2 separate regions of the Sus scrofa genome follow, and region 1 is linked to region 2. Evidence: chromatin contacts called from public HiChIP or PLAC-seq data. All regions are on one chromosome and are shown on one strand. The core of a region is the stretch at or near the end of the contact, and the rest is flanking DNA. Distances in the headings are between cores, read along the strand shown. Region 1 holds the start of RPS23 (ribosomal protein S23). Region 2 holds the start of ZFYVE16 (zinc finger FYVE domain-containing protein 16).

Evidence for each region. HiChIP or PLAC-seq counts read pairs in DNA pulled down with a chosen protein or histone mark.
Region 1: an H3K27ac HiChIP or PLAC-seq map of alveolar macrophages shows a contact between it and region 2. The contact joins the promoter of RPS23 here to the promoter of ZFYVE16 in region 2. A contact is called at or near these places in 1 of 47 Hi-C or Micro-C datasets (heart right ventricle) and 1 of 2 datasets of contacts at active chromatin or transcription factors (alveolar macrophages).

Annotation. Positions count from the first base shown.
Region 1 is chr2:90,679,263-90,681,962 of Sscrofa11.1, reverse strand. It overlaps RPS23 (ribosomal protein S23), which reads left to right and starts at 1,282. Exons shown (of 4, transcript NM_213764.1): 1 at 1,282-1,292; 2 at 1,735-1,894; 3 at 2,537-2,657. The coding sequence starts at 1,289. It overlaps ATP6AP1L (V-type proton ATPase subunit S1-like protein), which reads right to left and starts at 981. Exons shown (of 11, transcript XR_002341797.1): 1 at 909-981.
Region 2 is chr2:89,043,418-89,046,117 of Sscrofa11.1, reverse strand. ZFYVE16 (zinc finger FYVE domain-containing protein 16) reads right to left here and starts at 1,258. Exons shown (of 18, transcript XM_021084492.1): 1 at 358-1,258.

The DNA of each region.
Region 1 (2,700 bases), core at 33-2,532, 1.6 Mb before region 2:
GGCACCCCTCAGACCTCATCTAATGCCACACTACTCCTCATGCAGCTCCTCCACCCCTATCCTTCAGTTCAGCCCATGCTACTTATGAGAACACCTCTTCTTGGAAGGCTTTACCCATATGCTTGTCTGAATGGCTCCCTCTCTTTAGGATCTCAGCTCAAATATAAACTCTCCAGAGACACCTTCTTTTTAAAAAAAAATATTTGTATTTTTTCCATTATAGCTGGATTACAATGTTCGGTCAATTTTCTACTCTACAGCAAAGTGACCCAGTCACACATATATACATTCTTTTTCTCACATTATCCGCCATCATGTTCCATCATTAAGTGACTAAATACAGATCTCAGCGCTCTACAGCAAAATACTTCCTAACGCCACCCTATCCAGAGTAGCCACCCCCCACTCCAAGTCACTAACACCAAACCAACTGTGTTTTCTCAGGAGCTTGTCATACTTAAAATTATCTTTTGACGTTTAAATACTTTTATTTTCTACTTTCTCGTACCTAAAATATAGATTTTTATAAAAACAGAAACCTTCACTCTCGAAAATTGTATCCCCTGTTGCAGCCCTAGTGCCTAGAACAGAGCCCAGAACAGGGAAGACATTTTTAAAAAGTAATTATGAAATGAACTAACATCCCAGAAAACTTATCTATTTAATTTTCCAGGAGAAACTGGGGTTTAAAGAATTAAATGAATCACCCAAGGTCGCACAGTCAAAGTAGCAGCTTTGGAATTTAAGGCGCGATCTCGCATTAAAGCGTGGGTCTATATACAGTACGGCATGTTGCTTTACTAAAGTTTTTTTCAATGTACTGTGTTTCTTGTCAGTAGCAGTTAAGGCTCCGAAGTCTAATTTTACACAACATAAACACAATGCCCCACTCCACCACACGTACACACAGGAGCAAGATTTCTTCTTCCGACTTCAGCTCCACTGAACCTGCAGCGGGGGGGTTTGCCCAGAGCGCCTGCGCTGTGGGAAGGGCTTGGGCAAAGGCTTCTGGGATTGGTAGTCCTCGTCCCTTCTGCCCGCCGCATTCTCGTTAAAAAGAAATAAACCACGGTGAAAATTGGATACATCTGAATTGCACACAAATTAAATAAGACGCAGATTCTGGAAAGTGGTGCAGGCTTGTAGATTTCTACCGAGAGGCGGCTACCGGACCAGGCTCTGCGCAGACAGCCGCAGGGTCCTCGGATGGGCGGGGCTTGATCGCGGGGGTTTGTGGTTCCTTCCTGTCTTACTTCTCTCTTTTGCTCAGGCCCGTGGCGCCGGCAGGATGGGTGAGCTGTCGGGGGCTGTGCTGAGGGCGGCCGCACGTGGAACTTAGGGTTTCGGGAGGACAAGTGGGCAGATAGGAGCAGAGGGGTGAGGGAGAGCCACGGGGACGACCGATGATGAGAGCCGGGGTAGCGCGACTGCCGCTGGCACATGGCCCGGCGGGAACGGGCCCATGCGGCGCGGAGGCCGCGGAGCCAGAATCGCTGAGGGACGCAGGGGGCCCGCCGCCGCTTCCCCTGAGAATTGCCGAGGGTTCTCATTCTTTGGGGAAAGCAGAGCCGTTGGAGCGCTTGTGTCCCTGGTCCAAGGGGGACCTTGAGGCTCGGGCCATGAGCGTGATGTCAGAGTCTATCGGTCTGTAGTCAAGGTGAGACTAGGATCTGAAAAGATGTAAAATGTGATTAGGTGTATATTGTGCAGAACTAAGGTGATTTCGATTTTTAGGCAAGTGTCGCGGTCTTCGTACTGCCAGGAAGCTCCGTAGCCACCGACGGGACCAGAAGTGGCACGATAAACAGTACAAGAAAGCCCATTTGGGCACAGCCCTGAAGGCCAACCCTTTCGGAGGCGCTTCTCATGCCAAGGGAATTGTGCTTGAAAAAGTGTAAGTACATTGTTGCGTCCTTCAGGATTTGAGTAGGGTAACTCGAGAAAAATGCCCTTAAGGTTGGCTGTAAACCCTTGGTCTTTATGTAGCCGCAGTTGTTGGAAAGTTAAATAACCTCCAGAGGTTTCCAAACTTTAACATTGTTTCGAAGGAATTGTGGCATTGGAGTGGAAAAAGTAACAGTAATGAAATAATGGACATTAAAAGAGCGTATATGTGTGGAAACTGTTCTAAGAAAGTCGCACCCATCAACTATTTCATCTTTGCAGTCAATCACGTCTTTGCTCTTGAGAAAACAAATGTAGAGTATGCTGCATCTATTTACCAGTACTCAATTGTTTTTTGATTTTATAAAATGGCAATTGTAATTTTGTGGGTGTCTCAAGTTTAGTGGCAGTGAGGATCTGAATCCAGGCTTTATAGCTCTAGTTCTTCCTTCATATTTTACAGCTATAAAGAGGCCAGAAGTTTCTCCCATTGGTCTCATTAAACTAAGACTGAGAAAAGCTTGGTGGAAATTTAGCAATTTAGAATTAGGTCAAAAAGGTAGGAATATTGTGGGTTTTTTTTTTTTAATGAATTAAAATATGTGCCTTTTCAGAAAGTCAGCTCACTCCATTAATGCTGTTTATGTTTCAGAGGGGTTGAAGCCAAACAGCCAAATTCTGCCATCAGGAAGTGTGTCAGGGTTCAGCTAATCAAGAATGGGAAAAAAATTACAGCCTTTGTACCCAATGATGGTTGTTTGAACTTCATTGAGGTGAGTGTTGTCTGTTAGCTTCTATTCCTGGGGTGGTTCCCCC
Region 2 (2,700 bases), core at 9-2,508:
CAGCCCTGGGGGCGCTTCACCCAGCACCAGCCGAGAGCGGGGGTCGCCCTCTCCCCAGCGCCGTGCACTCTGGGAGGCCCAGGTGGGCGGGACCCGGCAAAGAACCGCCGTGATTGCCATCCTGGCCTGGTCCGCACCTCCCGGCTTTAACGAGCGGCAACCTGGTTTGAGTCTTTTTTCCCGGCCAGCCCAGGGGGCTTGGGAAAGGGATGAATCGGGGGCCCAGGCTTGGCCCCTAGAGGGACAGGAGGGCCAGCCCCGGCGCCCAGGGCAGAGAGACCAGCGGCCACCCTGCTTTCTCTGTGAGGGCAGCAGGGGCGAAGAGAGGCCAAGACGCCTGTTGCAGGGGGCACTTACCTCCCCACACCCCGGCGGAGCTCTTTGACGCCTGGACGCGACACCGCGCAGAGGAATGAAGAGCGACGCCGGCCGGGAGTGCAGGGAGCGCGGGACGTCGGCTCAAGGTTTGTTTCCACCACCTTCCCTCACCCGCAACTGGGGAGAACAGATAGCGCAGGCGCAGAGGAAGCTTTCCTTTGACTCACACGCCCCCTCGGTCCGCGTCCGCGGCCTCCCTACTCGCGAGGCGCCTGCGCGCTGCGATGCGGGATCTAAATCCCTGGGCGCTGGGCTGCTTACCGGAAATGCCTGAGGCGGTTCTGGGGTGAGGGGGACGACGGAGGATCTTCTGTAGTCCTCGACTCGGTTTCCCACTAGAGGCCCCGGGGCAGGGATCCCGAAGCGACCAGTGTCGGTGGCCTGCTTCCTGTGCCCTTCGCTGACCTAGACACAGCTTCCCCGCCCCCAGCCTCCGCGTTCACAGGGCTGGCGCAGAGCTCGGGCAGCTCGGGCCTGTACCGGACACACCCGGCCTGTTCTCCGCGCTGCTGTCCTCCCGGAAAACCTTTTTTTTTTTTTTTTTTTTTTTTGCTTCATACTGGTTTTGCAACCAGCTCCCCCTCCGCCCCGGCAGCAAAAAAATGCTCCTAACCCACTGCAGTGCCTCAGGCCCTCCAGCTGATTGGCCATTCCCAAGGGCTCAGTCTTTCCTTCTGGTTGTTTTAGTTCTGCTTTTCTGGCAGTGGTCGGAGAACAGCTGCCTTCCTGTCTGAAAACAAAAGCTAATTAATCTGGAGAAGCAAATGTCAATCATGTGATGCATATTTGTGCTTGTGTTTTACTATTTTCACCAGAAGTTTCCTATAAATTTAAATGGAAGAAGAGACGTCTGTCTGGGGCCAGGGTGTCATTACAGACTGGGGAAAAGAATCCACCACTTACCGAAAGATTTTAACCAGCTCAGAATTCATACTGGTCTTTAAAAATGTCAGAGTTGTAGTATCTCAAGAGTATCGCAGTCAGATGTAATTTGAATCAGTGTTCAAATCCCAAATCTTGAACTTGGACAAATATAATTTGTGATCTTTCAAAGATATTTTATCTTGATTTTCCTCAGCGCTGAAATAGTGTGGTTTTGCTTCAGTGGTGAAACTTCTTTTGATTGATTAAAATAATTTATTGAGCATCTGCTATGTGACAGTGTGTTAGATGCTTTGCTTAGGTTATCTCGTTTATGTTTAGCTTAGCTTGTTTAATCCTAAAAATAATTACACAAAGCCCAGTATGCATTGTCTCTACTGTGCCCAGTGTTGCTCCCAGATAAATGAAATGGGGTCACTACCCTTGAAGAAACACAGCAGAGATGCCTGTGTACAAGTGCATATTTGAGGTAAAAATATTCTGTTGCACAGTGTAAGGACAAAGACTAGAAATAGAAAGTAATAAGGCCTTAAACAGATAAGTGGGAAAAGTATATGTACGAATGGTCAGTTCACAAATTAAGAAATTTAAATGCCTACTGCATATTTTATTAATGTTAAAACTCATTAATAATGAAAAGAAGACAAAAGAGACATTATTTCCCTTGGATCTAATTGGCCAGGTTGTTTATATTCTGAAGAAACTCCATTGGTGGGGATAGAGTGAAATGAGGACTCCTATCTTCTTGGGGATGTAACTTAGAACAAAATTTGGAAAGTTACTTGTCAAATCGGATAAAGAAATGTTCACATGACCTAATTCAGTAACTTCTCTTTTGGAAATTATAAGGAGCTATTTCAGAATACAAAGATTTAGGAGTTCCTGCTGTGGTGCAGGGGTAAAGATCGTGCATCGTCTCTGCAGTGGTTCAGTGGCTGCTGAGGCATAGGTTCAACCTCTGGCCCAGAAACTTCCATATGCCACAGGTGCAGCCAAAAACAGTAAACAAGTGGAGTTCCCATCGTGGCACAGTGGAAACGAATCCAACTAGGAACCATGAGGTTGCAGGTTCAATCCTTGGCCTCGCTCAGTGGGTTTCCTTGGCCTCCCTCAGTAGGTTAAGGATCTGGCATTGCCATCTGTGGTGTAGGTCGTAGATGCGGCTCAGATCTGGCGTGACTCTGGTGTAGGCCAGCAGCTGTAGCTCTGATTAGACCCCTAGCGGGGGAACCTCCATATGCCACGGGTGCGGCCCTAAAAAAATGGCCAAAAAGGCAAAAAAAATAAAAATAAAAATAAAAAAACAAGGATTTAGATGAGTAAGAAAATAAACAAGTTATGGAAAACTCAAATACCTTTCACATGTAAATGCAGTTGTACTTTGTATCACATTTATTTGTTTATGGGAGTTTCCGCTATACATTGCTTTGTGCTGGGAGA